2 separate regions of the Canis lupus genome follow, and region 2 is linked to region 1. The links are chromatin contacts, called in public Hi-C maps. All regions are on one chromosome and are shown on one strand. Each heading gives the region's core, a stretch centred on a gene start, on an enhancer-like site or on the middle of the called end of the contact. The rest is flanking DNA. Distances are from core to core; before and after follow the strand shown. Region 1 holds the start of SERINC3 (serine incorporator 3). Region 2 overlaps PKIG (cAMP-dependent protein kinase inhibitor gamma).

What was found. A called contact is a pair of places that touch in the nucleus more often than the background predicts.
Region 2: a Hi-C map of skin fibroblasts shows a contact between it and region 1, with 2.2 times the contacts expected there. The contact joins the enhancer-like site here to the promoter of SERINC3 in region 1. A contact is called at or near these places in 3 of 9 Hi-C or Micro-C datasets (amygdala, blood and skin fibroblasts).

What each region holds. Positions count from the first base shown.
Region 1 is chr24:32,601,469-32,608,140 of UU_Cfam_GSD_1.0, reverse strand. SERINC3 (serine incorporator 3) reads left to right here and starts at 1,557. Exons shown (of 10, transcript XM_038572401.1): 1 at 1,557-1,723; 2 at 6,434-6,595. The coding sequence starts at 1,685. PKIG (cAMP-dependent protein kinase inhibitor gamma) reads right to left here and starts at 645. Exons shown (of 5, transcript XM_038572412.1): 1 at 505-645; 2 at 66-99. The coding sequence starts at 602. LOC119865673 (a long non-coding RNA gene) reads right to left here. Exons shown (of 3, transcript XR_005377910.1): 3 at 6,184-6,672.
Region 2 is chr24:32,697,509-32,704,502 of UU_Cfam_GSD_1.0, reverse strand. PKIG (cAMP-dependent protein kinase inhibitor gamma) reads right to left here. Exons shown (of 5, transcript XM_038572412.1): 5 at 1,192-1,214. Among named protein-coding and RNA genes, the nearest start is that of ADA, 39 kb to the left of the region's middle. Within about 2 kb of position 3,457, at least 3 of the 20 cell types and tissues checked have an H3K27ac peak or open chromatin away from gene starts, as enhancers often do. A contact at or near this core is called in blood, where this site is marked.

The DNA.
Region 1 (6,672 bases), core at 308-2,807:
AAAGAATTTCTGCAAGCACACACAAAAACCCTAAGACAAAACAATGTTGTTTAAGATGGGCTTACCTTCTGGAGAGATTTGGAAAATGAAGCCCTCGCCCTGTCAAAAAGGGAGATAAGCAAAGGTTAGAAACACGTTAACTAAGTACTGGTGTCAAACTCTCTTAGGTTTGAAGCAGGACTTTTCTCTGCCTAACGTGTTCATGCACCGCGAGGCCCTTTCACGTACCCTGAGTGGCGTCTACACCTCACATTTTCAGAAACAACGCCCATCCTTCGCAGCTTGAAACTGGTCTTTCAGTTCTCAGATTAAATATAAACGTCTCAGAACACCCTTCTGGGACTAGCACCCCCCCCCCCCAACTACATTACTTTCCCCTCACATCGTAAGCATTAAACTTTTATTGAAGAGTACTCCCTCGTACTACTTTAGGGTACTCATCACAATGTGTCGTGGTGCATGTATGTTCAGACTCTTTTCATACATTTCTGTGCACTTCTGTACCTCCGATCTCGACATATAATGGGTTCCCAGTAAATGCAGGTGAAGTGAAGGAATAAAGCCTTCACAGCTCCTGCAGCTGTGGGTCGCTTTCGCCCCATTCTCCAAGCCTGCTGAGACCAGCCTCCTTCCTCCGCGCGAGACCGGGTTAGCCCCGCCTCCTCCCCCCCCACCCCGCCGGCCACATTAGCCCCGCCTCCTCCACGCCCCCCGAGCAGGCCTAGCCCCGCCTCCTCCCCCGAGCCGGCCACATTAGCCCCGCCTCCTCCCCGAGCCGGCCGCATTAGCCCCGCCTCCTCCCCGAGCCGGCCGCATTAGCCCCGCCTCCTCCCCGAGCCGGCCACATTAGCCCCGCCTCCTCCCCGAGCCGGCCACATTAGCCCCGCCTCCTCCCCCCCAGCCGGCCACATTAGCCCCGCCTCCTCCCCCCGAGCCGGTCTAGCCTCGCCTCCAACCCCCACCCCAGCCGGCCACATTAGCCCCGCCTCCTCCCCCAGCCGGCCACATTAGCCCCGCCTCCTCCCCGAGCCGGCCGCATTAGCCCCGCCTCCCGCCCCCCAGCCCCCCACGTTAGCCCCGCCTCCTCCCCCCCAGCCGGCCACATTAGCCCCGCCTCCTCCCCACGCCGGCCACATTAGCCCCGCCTCCTCCCCCCGCCGGCCACATTAGCCCCGCCTCCTCCCCCGCCGGCCACATTAGCCCCGCCTCCTCCCCCCCGCCTGCCACATTAGCCCCGCCTCCTCCCCACGCCGGCCACATTAGCCCCGCCTCCTCCCCCCGCCGGCCACATTAGCCCCGCCTCCTCCCCCCGCCGGCCACATTAGCCCCGCCTCCTCCCCCCGCCGGCCACATTAGCCCCGCCTCCTCCCCCCGCCGGCCACATTAGCCCCGCCTCCTCCCTCCCCTCTGGGACGGTTTGGCTCCGCCTCCCTCTTAGCGCCGGGTCGATTTGGCTCCACCTTCTCCCTCTGCGCGACGCTGATTTAGCCCCGCCTTCCCCCTCTACCAATGACAGAGGCTCTCTCGGCAGCGGCGGCCGAGGGCGGTGGGCGGGGCCACGCAATGACGCCACCCGCGCGTTTCCGGCCTGAGAAAACGCCGCGTTTCTGAGGCGACGCCTCGACTGGCAGTTACCACCGCGCTAGAAGCCTCCCCGGCGGCCGCCGGCATCAGCAGCGTCACCATGGGGGCTGTGCTGGGCGTCTTCTCTCTAGCCAGCTGGGTGAGTTCGGGGTCTGGTGTCTCTGCGGGACGTGTCGTTTTGGGGAGGGCGATAGGGCGTCCCAAGCTCTGACCCGATCGGGCCTCGGCTGGGGGCTTGTGGGGACGGGCCCTGGGCTGCAGAGCGTATCCGGGGGCGCAGACCCAAATCCGTGATGCCCGCTGCTCCCCGCCCCCGGGTCGGGATCGGGCGGCTCGCCTTCCGGGTTTGTGGGGGGAACGTAGGAGGCCAGGCCGTCATTGTTTACAATTTCGATTGCCCCGCCCCCGCGGGGTTTCCGGCCTCTGGGTTCCTCGGGCGCTGGAACCCGGACCGCGGAATGAGAGTTCCGGGGCGAGGGCGCTCTGCTTCATCTCCCGGGGCCTTCTTCAAGTGGCGTCGTTTAATTTGGGGTGGCTTACGGGATATCGTTATCGCATAGCGCGGATTTCCCCGGGCTACTGAGTGTGTGGCGGAGCTGGGATTTTAACCGAGGCCAGTTTGCAGTTGTGCAAAGGAACAGAAGAAGACCGTGGCCCTTCCCGTAATATGGGGATAATCACCCCAGCATTCATCGCCCTGAGAGCTGCTGTGAGGATAGAGTGAATAAATGGGTGGAATCGCTCGGTAGACTGTAAACGCCATATTTTGCAAGGAAATTTTAGGATCTGTGGAAGAGAATATGGTGAGTTTCCTCACGTACTCCCTCCCGGGGAGTAGGATTTTTTAAAATCACTTATATGTTTCATTACTTCCCAGCTGATGTTCCTTGACCAAAGACTCGATCTCAGCTCATTGCACTACCACTTCTTAGGGACAAAGTGTATTTTCCGTTCTTGAAGCTTGTTGGCCCCAAATCGAAAGGGCGTTTGGTCATTTACAGGTTCCTTGAGAGCAGTGGCTTTCCAATTTTTTGACCTTGACCCGAAATTGAAAAAAAAAAAATAGATTTTACATAGTTTACTTAATACGCCAGTTTTGTGAGATCATTTTTACCTTTAGCATCTGCTGTACAATTTTTCTATCACAGAATAAATCCCGGTAAATTGAATTTTACAACCTAGTAGTGGGTCAGACTACTTGCAAAGTAGATTTAGAAGAAATATATAGTTAGGGTAACTGAGTAAATTTGTAAATTGAAACAAAGATGTCTTGCTCATCCTAATAACCTGAAACGCATTTTGCCTTTGATGTAAAACTAATATTTGAATTAATGCCATCGAAGCATTTCTATCTGTAAACTGCTTTTCTATTTTATTAATCTCTTGTTCAGCAGGAATAGCAAGGAGTGCAGTGTACCAGAGAATGGAATGAGGGAGGGAAGGAATAATGGGAAATGAGGTCGGAAAAGTAGCAGCGAGCCAAATCATGTGGATACCTGCTGTGTGGTCTTAACAGGCCAATTTAAGGACTTTAACTCAAGTGATATGCGGATCCATTGTAGAAAAGAGAAATGATGTGATCTGACCTGTGTTGGAGAACAGATTGTGGAAAAGAAAGGGTAAACCAGTGTAGAGGAGGAAGAACTTTGCTTGCATCCTCTATGGGGTTGGTGGTTGGGGGCCTGCAAATTAAAGTACTGAAAGATTAGCGAGAGAAAAAAAGCACTATGTACACATGCAACACACACACAGGATGTTATTCATCGTTCAGTGATGAATAACTCAAAGGGATGGTTAGAAATTAGGGCTTATTGTATACCTTACTTAATAGGGGAAAAGAAAAGAGCTTCTATAGGAAGAACAAATAGATTTCTTTAGGAAAGACAAATGGGTTTTTAGGAGAACAAACAGGAGATGAGAAAGTTTGTGGTAATACTTGTTTATGTAGGTGCAAAGGGCTTTTGCCTTCTTGATGGCCATAAAACTCCCTTGAAGAGGGAATTTATGGCAGCCTTCTATCCCAGAGGTTGCTGCTTTTAGTCAGATGAGGAAAGCTCCAAGAACCTTTTCTTCACTATATCTGTTGAATTTCAAGTGTCTTCATCTTAAAATAATCTTCATACCAACTCTGGGTTCTGATCGGGTGGCTACTGCAGTGAAATTGGAGCCATCGCATTTTATCCGGGTGAAAGATGATAGTAGTGGCTTGGACCAACATGATAGCTAAGGATGCTAAGAAAGTAGTCAGATTCTGGATATATTTATTTATTTGATTTATATATTTAAAAATTAAGTAGGCTCCATACCCACCTGAGGCTTGAACTCACAATCTTGAGATCAAGAGTCCCTGCTCTACCAACTGAGCCAGCCGGGTGCCCCAGATTCTGGATATATTTTGAGGATAAAGCTAATGTGCTGACAGATTGGACGAGGGTTTTGGAAAACTAAAACATCAAGGATGACTCCAGGGTTTTTGGCCTGAGTAACAGAAGAATAGAGTTGTCATTTACTGAGATAGGGAAGTGACTTAACGTAGTAGGTCAGTTATACAGATTGAGTGCCTACTTTAAAGGTACAAGAGACACAACAGTAGGTGGCCCTTCTTAAAAGCACTTATATTTTCATGATGTTTAAAAACAAGTTAGTGGGTATAAGGTTTCTAGGGCTAAATAAAAAAAAAAACAAAAACCCAAACCACAAACTGGGTTGTTTAAGCAACAGAAACTTGTCTCAGTTTCTGGAGGCTAGCAGTCCCAAGTTGAAGGTGTCAGCAGGGTTGGCTCCTGAGAGTGGTGAAGGAGAATCTATTCCATGCTTCTTCCCCAGCTACTGGTGGTTTGCTAGCAGTCTTTAATATTCCTTGGCTCGTAGATCTCTGCTTTTGTCTTCACTTGGTGTTTTCCCTGTGCTTCATGTTTCTGCCCAAATTTCTCCTTTTTATGATACCAGTCATGTTTAATTAGGTGCTCACTCTTCTCCACTATAACATCATTTTAGCTAATTACATCTGCAATGATTTTATTTCCGAATAAGGTCACACTTTCAGGTACTGGGAAATAGGATTTCAATATATGAGTTTGTGGGGGTAAGGGGACACAGTTCAGCCCATAACAAACACTAGGCAATTATTATGAGGTTATTTAATAGGGCAGAAAATAAGTAGCTAAAGAGAGTCAAGAGTGTGAGAATGCAGATAAAATAAACATGAAGCAATTAGTGTCATTGTTTTTGGCTGTAAAACTTCTGTTTCTGTCTGCAGCCAGCTATTGACCTCTATATGGTCTTTTGGCCCAGACTGTAGTTAAGAATTGGAGACTGAAGCTGGGTGATCATTTTCCCATTTTCCCATGGCTGTTGCAATTACAAGTAAAAATGGTTCCAAATATGCCTTCATCCAGAATGCTCACCAGAGATCCAGGTTATTCTTTTTTTTTCAATTGAGATAAAATTCCATAACATAAAATTAACCATTTTAAAGTGTATAGTTCAGTGGCATTTAGTATATTCACGGTGTTATGCTGTCATCATATCTGTGTAGTTCCAGAACATATTCATCCCTCCAGAGAGAAACCTGATTCCCATTAAGCAGTCACTCCCCAGCCTGTGTCCCTCCTTTTCTAACCTTTGGAAACTACTAATGCTTTCTGTCTTTGGATTTACTTACTCTGTATATTTCATATAAATGAAATACAATGTGTGACATTTTAGATCTGGCTTCTTTCACTTAGCCTGATGTTTTTTAGGTTCACCCATGTTGCACCATGTATCGGTACTTCATTCGTTTTCGTGATTGAATAATGTTCCATTGTATGGATTTACCACATTTTATGTATCCATTTGTCAATTAATGGACATTTGGGTTGTTTCTGCCTTTTGGCAACTGTCAGTAGTGCTGCTTTGAACATTCATGTACAAGCTTATGTTTGAATACCTATTTCAGTTCTTTTAAGTGTATGTTTAGGAGAGGAATTGCTGGGCCAAGTGGTGATCCTGTGTTTAACTTTTTTGAGGAATCTCCACGTTATTTTTAAATTGAGCTAAATGGCTCTTGTTATCTTTATGTATAAGGGTTTCCATGTAATGGTGCTTGATGCTATAATACCAGTTTGGTAACTAAGATTACTTAAATAGCAAGTGGAGTTAGATTTTTATATTATTTTTAAATAAAGTAGGATCCTGTGTGAGTATAAGTAACATTTGTTGGGCTCTTAGTTTGTCTTAGTATGTTTTAGGCATGTGTTGAGTACTTAATAGAGCAATGTCTGAGGGAGGAAGATTCCGTTATTCAGTTGCAGATGGAGAAATAAGCTTAGCTTATGTAACTTGCTGAGTTAGAAACAAATAATATTGACTCTAGAACCCATGCTTTTTTTTTTTTCTTAACTAGGCTCCATGCCCAGCACAGAGCCCAGCATGGGGCTCAAACTCATGACTGTGAGATGAAGACCTGAGCCGAGATCAGGAGTCACATATTCAGTTGACTGAGCCACTCAGGCGCCCCAGGACCCCTGCTTTTAACCACTTCCTCCAAACCATAACTTTTTTTTTTTTAAGATTTTATTTAATTATTCATGATAGACACAGGGAGAGAGAGGCAGATACACAAGCAGAGGGAGAAGCAGGCTCCGTGCAGGGAGCCCGAAGTGGGACTCAATCCCGGGACTCCAACATCACGCCCCGGGCTGAAGTCAGGCGCTAAACCACTGAGCCACCCCGGGATCCCCCAGCCATAACTCTTTCAGTTAAAGCTGTTAAAGTCTGGTTTGCCTCATCTTCTACTCTGTGACCTTTATGACATGAAGGAGTCCACTGAAAGAGGTCTCAAATAGCTGTGGTGTGCTTGTTACAGGTTCCCTGCCTTTGCAGCGGTGCCTCATGTCTGCTGTGTAGTTGCTGTCCCAATAGCAAGAATTCCACGGTGACTCGCCTCATCTATGCTTTCATTCTCTTCCTGGGTGCTGCTTTGTCCTGTATCATGTTGACGGAAGGGATGGAAACGCAGCTGAAGAAGGTGAGTAGAAGTAACGGTAGCCTTAATGGACTGGTTATTTGTATTTTCTATTTTGCATAATTGTAGTTGTAATTAAC
Region 2 (6,994 bases), core at 2,208-4,707, 94 kb before region 1:
GCTCTAGATTGGAGACTACATTGGGGTTGGGGTGCAGGATTAGACAGTGGCCCTCCAGGACAGCTCTGTGGGAGACACATGGAATCCTATAGTTGCAGTCTGCTGTGAGAAGTGACACAGACGTCACCCCTGAGGAGCTATGGGGACAGGGAGGAGAGGGCTCTACCCAGTGCAGGAGGGTCAGGGAAGGCTGCCTAGAGCAAAGTCCCAGGGCTGACCAGTGCACTGAGCAGAGGAGGTCCACTAGGACAGGAAGGGAAGAACAGATGCCCCAGGAACTATGGGGGTTGCTGGCTGCTATTTCCCCCATTTGTTCAGGCAGCCTGTGGCTTCCAAACAGCTGCTCTCCTGGAGCTCACATTCAAACTCATGAAATCTTGTCATTCAATCAGTGTCAGGGCAGGCCCCTCTGAGCACCTAGTAGGAATTCAGCCATAGGACAGGTGGGAAGGTTTCAGCAGAGGAAACCATGACACAGATGGCTCTGGGGAGGGCATGCCTGTGCCTTGACAGACCAATGGTGGGAATGGGGTGAGGGTAGAGAGCCCCCCAGTTAGATCTGAGAGGAGGGCAGGGCTTGGTCACACCGTAGGGTGCTGTGACAACTCCTGCTTCAATATGAGTGTGACAGGGGGCTTGGGGTAGAGGCATGATAGGACAGGATGGTTTGAAGAAGCCTGCTGGAAGCTGGCTAGCTGGTGGGGAGTGGTGCAGGGAGGCCAAGTGTGTGGGCCATGAGTGAGCCAGGTCGGGGTTCTGGGTGCTGAGGGTAGAGGGACCTGGGATGTGTCTGGGAAGGGAACTGGCAGTACCTGTGGATGGAGGTGGTGGGGAGGAAAGGGAGGGGCCCAGGATGCCTGGCCAGAGAGTTCTCAGGGCCTGAGACACTGGTGCCCTCCAGCCTAGAAACTGGTTAGCCTCTTGGCCATTGACCATGAGACTGGGGCCTGATTTAAAGTGAGCAGTCTAGGACTTGAAGGGCAGCCCCAGAGCCCGGAAGAGGGACTCGTGAGCAAGAATGAAGACCCATGCATTCTGACCTGCTCCCTCAAGTGTCAGCTCGCCCATGTCTCCAGCCAGCTTCCTCACGCTCACAGCCTCGGAATCCCCCTGGATGTCAGGGACCGCGTTTCGACGGCCTGTCCGGTCACAGGAAATGAAATCTGAGTAGGAGGACTCAACCTCCATCATGCCTATCGCATTGCTCCTCAGACCTGTGGGAACAGGGGCAGAGGGACAGGTGAGGCCAAGTGCATCCCAAAGCAAAGACTCCACTTTGGCTCCCAGCATGGATGTCTTTTGACAAAACGATAGTTTTTGCTTTGATCAATGAAGACAAAACGCAGAAGAGTATGAAGAACAAAATAAATCACCCATAATTTCACAGCCAAGAAACTACTATCAACAGTTTAAAAAACATCCTTTGTCTTTCCTCTAAAGTTATTGATAAATATCTAGTATTGGCTATGTGCTGTAGATGCAGCCGTGAACATATCTGCCAGTCTCAGTCCTCAAGGAGCCAGCAGTCTTCTGGGGGCCATAACAAATTGCCTAAATCACCCAAGGGACTACCAGTGCTCAGGGATTCCAGGAGGAAGGCAAGGTACTGGAGTGACTTACCTGGGTCTGACCAAGGCTGGGGATCAGAAAGCAACATTTTAGATGAGCTCCAAGAAGACTTGTTATCTAGACAAGGAGTTGAGGGGAAGAGCATCTACGAAGGCTAAGGAGAGTGAAGGGTATTGTGGGATGCAAGAACCAAAAGAGCCATGGGCTGGATATGCTGACCGAGGGGGCAGGGACACCAAGGATGCTGCTGAGATAGGAAGGGGCCAGATCACATCTGTAAAGGTCACGAAAGATCATATCTGCACTTTCAAAGATGACTCTGGCACCTGGGTTGAGCAGGGCCCAGAAGTGGGCAAGTTGTGGGCTCCTGAAGGTCAGGTGTAAGAAGATGGTTAGTGGAGGAAGGAGGAGGTAGTGGTGCAGATTCTAGATTACCTTGGAGGTTAAATCAATAGGACCTGGTATCTGACTGGTGGGGAAGTGAGCTTTCTGATCCAACTAAGCTGAAGTGTAGTTTACTAAGATGAACAGCAGAGGAAAATTTTGGGGCATGATGGTGAGGTGAAGATTAAGAGTTCTATTTGACCAAACCAACTTGGAGATGCTTGTGAGCCCTGTAGGGGGAGATGCAGAGTAGGTGCTTGGAGTTAACGGGCTAGAACTCACAGAGAGATGGGGAATGGTATGGGGAAGAAAGGAAATTAGAAGTTACTGCTACAGAGATGATTAAGAGCTCTATTGGTTGATAATACAGCCTACAGAGAGAAGAAAACCACATATATAAAGAAGAGCCATATATATTTGAAAACACTGGGGACGGGGCGCCTGGGTGGCTGGGTCATGCTCTCAATCTTTAAAAAAAAAAAGAAAACATCGGGGATTATACTGTATTTTATAGCCTCCTCCGTAGAATATTCTAGAACATGTCATTAAGATTCCCTCTAGATGAGTTTTGTACACACGTACTTGGATGTACCAAGATTTGATCAGTCCTCTAGAAATGAACATAGAGGTGTTTCCAATTTTCTACCATTATAGACAGTACAAGATCTTTATGTAAAGCTCTATGCCTAGCTCTAGTTATTTTCTTAGAGTACATCTCTAGAAGCAGAATTGCTGGGCTAAAGAGAAGGATGAGATGATTTTTAAGCACATTGTTTAGACACATTGCCAAGCTGCCTTTGTGAATAGTATAGGTACTTACGATGACAAAAAATAAGGAGAGAAAAAACTTTTAAATTCTGCACTATTCCTATTTATATTCCCATTTGCGACACATAAGATTGTCCATTTATCTGCACCCTTGCCAACGATCAGTATTGCGATTATATAAAAAATGTTCATCTGCTAGAGGGACATGAACATTTCTCACTGAGCACCTCTGATTTTCTGAAGGCATTCAAATAACACCAGATGGACCTGTACTGATATAGCAAGGTTTCTGAGATAAACTGTTAATTGCAAAACAACACCTAAGATAGAAACTAGTTTCTGTAGGGAAAGAGCAGATATGAGGAAAAAAACTTTGTCAAGTGTGGTTCTTTGTAACTAAGGGGAACTTTTACTTCTAAGACTATTTCTGTAATGGTGGAAGTTCTTATCAGCCCAATCGCATGATGCTTTCATTAGGTGACTGACACTGGCAGAAGGTGCCTGGTGTAGGGGGCTTAGTAAGTGTGGAGAGGGAGTGAGCGTGGAAGGACGGGCTGGGCTGCCAGTATGGAGGGCTGGCCCCACATCTCCCCACAACATCTAGTTCAGAAGACACAACTACAGAATATAGCATGGGCACTATGAGAATGCTCTGCCCCTCTCTGGGCCTCTGTTACCCCATCTGTAAAATAAAGGCAGGGCTTGTCTAAGGCAATCCCCCCAAGCTCCAATAGAGGGTGTGCTCAGACTACTTTTCTTGGCTGCCTTGAGAGAAAGAAGTTGCCCCAGTGCTTGGTCTTCTCAGCAAAAAACAAAACAACAAACTCTCTGAAGTCCCAGATGTGGTTCCTTCTGCAGGTCACAGAAGTTTTACTTCTGCACTCTCCCTCTTGGGAAATGGCTCAAAGCTTCAGAACAGGGGACTGGCCTGTTGCAGTAACAGTAATAACAATAAAATTTCTGACAATTCTAATAGTAATAATAAAGGTAACAGTTACCAAATCATTCTATACTTTCTGTACCTCCCTTACTAAATTGCCACAATAGCCTTCTGAGGTCATCGAGGTGAGCTTATAACCATGACTCAGAAAGGTGGTAGGGGGATCTATCTGGCTCCTGGGCCCAGGCTCATCCTCTGTGTTACATCTGCTGCCAAGCACAAGGGACAGGCCCTGGGAAGGCCACACCACCTCCCCAAGCTCTGTCTCCTCAACTTCTTTCCAACTAGGATGTTGGTTCCATAGAACAGGGATTTCACCATGCCAGACCAAAAGGCCTAATCCAGGCAGCAGAGCCAACACACTCTGGCTGCTGCATCCTTAGATTCTCGACCAGTGCCAGGCAAAGACTATGTGCTCAATAAATAGTTCTCAAATTTCTGTCTACTTACTATCTTCCCTCCATCTCTCTTTCCTTATCTGTGGCGACTCCCAAGTGCTGCCAGGAAAGGTCTCTGTCCATTGTAGACTACTGATATTCTTGTCCATTATCTCTAGGGTCTGACACTGTGGGATGGAGTTATAAGCTCCATCTAAAAGGTCAGCTTCCCATTGGAAGAGACACCCTAGGGCTTTGGCTCCTGCCCTTGCCTAACAAAGTTACCCTGTGCAAAGAGCTGATCCTCCTAGCTCAGAGAGGGAAATGTGCCAAGTGCAAAGCCCAATCCTAGAAAACACCAATGCACCCAGCGTGCTCTGGCTGCCTCTGCCCCATCCTCATCCTCTTGGGGAAGAGGGATTCTAAAGCTGTCTTAGGATTTAGTCTGGGGAGCCCCCTGATCCGCAGCACAAGCACACAATTTCATTTATCTTCAACACTTGAATGTTTGCTCTCTGTTCTTTAAAGTCAACAGCAATGGGGAAATGAATCCTTAGAGTTGGAAACTGCGTCAGAAAATGGTCATTATCAGACTGCTAATGACAGTATAAACTGCCAGAGCCTCTCTGGGGAGTGATTTGCTCAGATGCATTAAGAAACTTCAACTTTTTTCATATCCTTGAGCAGCTCAGTTCATAATAATTGATTCTAAGAATCCAAGTTGTGCATGAGGATAAATGTACAAAGATATTCATATTACTTACAATAGTCAAAAACTAAGATATCAAAATGAGCTCCTATATGGAAAACAGAGAAATATATACATATCTAACTAATTTACAGCCAAATGAAGTATACTTCAGGCATTAAAACATTTGTGATTTTTATTTTATTTATTTTATTATTTTATTTTAGAGAGAAAGAGAGAAAATCTTAGGCAGGCTTCTCTCTGCTGAGTGTGGAGCCTGAGGTGAGGTTCAGTCCCAAGACCCTGAGATCACGACCTGAGCTGAAATCAAGATTTGGACGCTTAACTGACTGAGCCGCTTAACTGACTGAGCCACCCAGGTGCCCCATGTTTCTGAATATTTTTAAAAGACCTGGGAAAATGTTCACAACTGTTAAATAGAGAAAAATATCAATGATAGCATCACAAATTTAAATTACAATTAAAAATTTTTCTGTATTCTTCATAGTGAAAACATTCACTTTATTTTTAAATTATTTCATTTTTGAGTATGTGTGCATATAATATAAAACTCAAAAAGAACATGCATCAAAAAGAATAAAATCCTTAGGAACAGCCAAGCAGTGAAAGACTCGTACTGAAAACTGTAAAATATTAATGAAAGAAACTGAAGATGACACAAACAAATGGAAAGGTATTTCCTTCCATTAATGGAATAATTAAATTGTTATTGTTAATTGTTAAAATTCCATACTACCCAAAGCAATCTATAGCTTCAATGGAATCTCTATCAAAATACCAACAGCATTTTTCACAGAACTGTAAGAAATAATACTAAAATTTATAAGGAACCAATAAAAGGCCCCAAATAGCCAAAGCGATCTTGAGAAATAAGAACAAAGCTGGAGGTGTCACACTTCAAGATAGACAACAAAGCTGTAGTATCAAAACAGTATGGTACTGACACATAAAACAGACACCTAGATCCTAATGGAACAGAATAATGAGCCGAGAATAAACCCATGCTCACATGGTCAATTAATCTACAACAAAGAAGGCAAGAATATACACTGGGGAAAACAGTCTCTTCAATAAAATGCTGGGAAAACTGGGCTACTTTCTTATACATCAAAATAAACTCAAGATGGATTAAAAACCTAAATGTGTGATCTAAAATCATGAAACTCGGGATCCCTGGGTGGCGCAGCGGTTTGGCGCCTGCCTTTGGCCCAGGGCGCGATCCTGGAGACCCGGGATCGAATCCCACGTCGGGCTCCTGGTGCATGGAGCCTGCTTCTCCCTCTGCCTATGTCTCTGCCAATCTCTCTCTCTCTGTGTGTGTGACTATCATAAATAAATAAAAAAATTAAAAAAAAAAAAATTAAAAAAAAAAAATAAAATAAAATAAAATAAAATCATGAAACTCCTAGAAGAAAACAGGCAGTAATCTCTTTAACACTAACCACAAGTGACATTTTTCTAGGCATGTTTCTTTCTTAAGGCAAGAGAAACAAAAACAAAAACTATTGGGACCACATCAAAGGCTTCCTGGTTTCATCTTTCACTTAAATCTCAAATATAGTTACAAATTCAAATTAAAACTAAGTTCAGACTTCATATTGAAGTCAGTACCATGGAAGAGATTTTAAAATGCACGTCATACCCATGTGAAAATACTCTGAAAAGTATAACATGTAACATAAAGCTTAAAAAATTAAAAAACAAAAACAAAAACCCAAACCTCAAAAGTTGTTTTTTATCTTGCTTTTTTAATTTAAAAATGTATCCTGGAAACAATTCCAGATCACCCTGAAGCCACAGCACTGATTACCAATCAAAATGTGAGAAATCCAAAATTCTTTATAGCTAAAACTTTTTTCTTCTTTTTTTCATTGACTGTATGGTATACTGCTGTCTCTGCTGTAGACCGATTACTTCTCTCTTGATGGACTTTGGGGTTGTTTCTTTTTTTTAAGATTTAATTTTTTAAAAATAATCTCTGTACCCAGTGTGGGGCTTGAACCCACAACCTCAAGATCAAGAGTCACATGCTCTACAGACTGACCCAGCCAGGTACTCCTGGGGTTGTTTCCATAAGAGCAGAATTGCCACATTAAAGGATCTGTGGATGGGAAAGGAGTGGTGAATAGACACCACCAAAATCTGCCTCTACAAAGGTTATTTCCCATTGGAAATATATGAGGAACACTTTGTTTCTTTGTTTCTTTTTTTTTTTTTTAAGATTTTATTTATTTATTCATGAGAGAC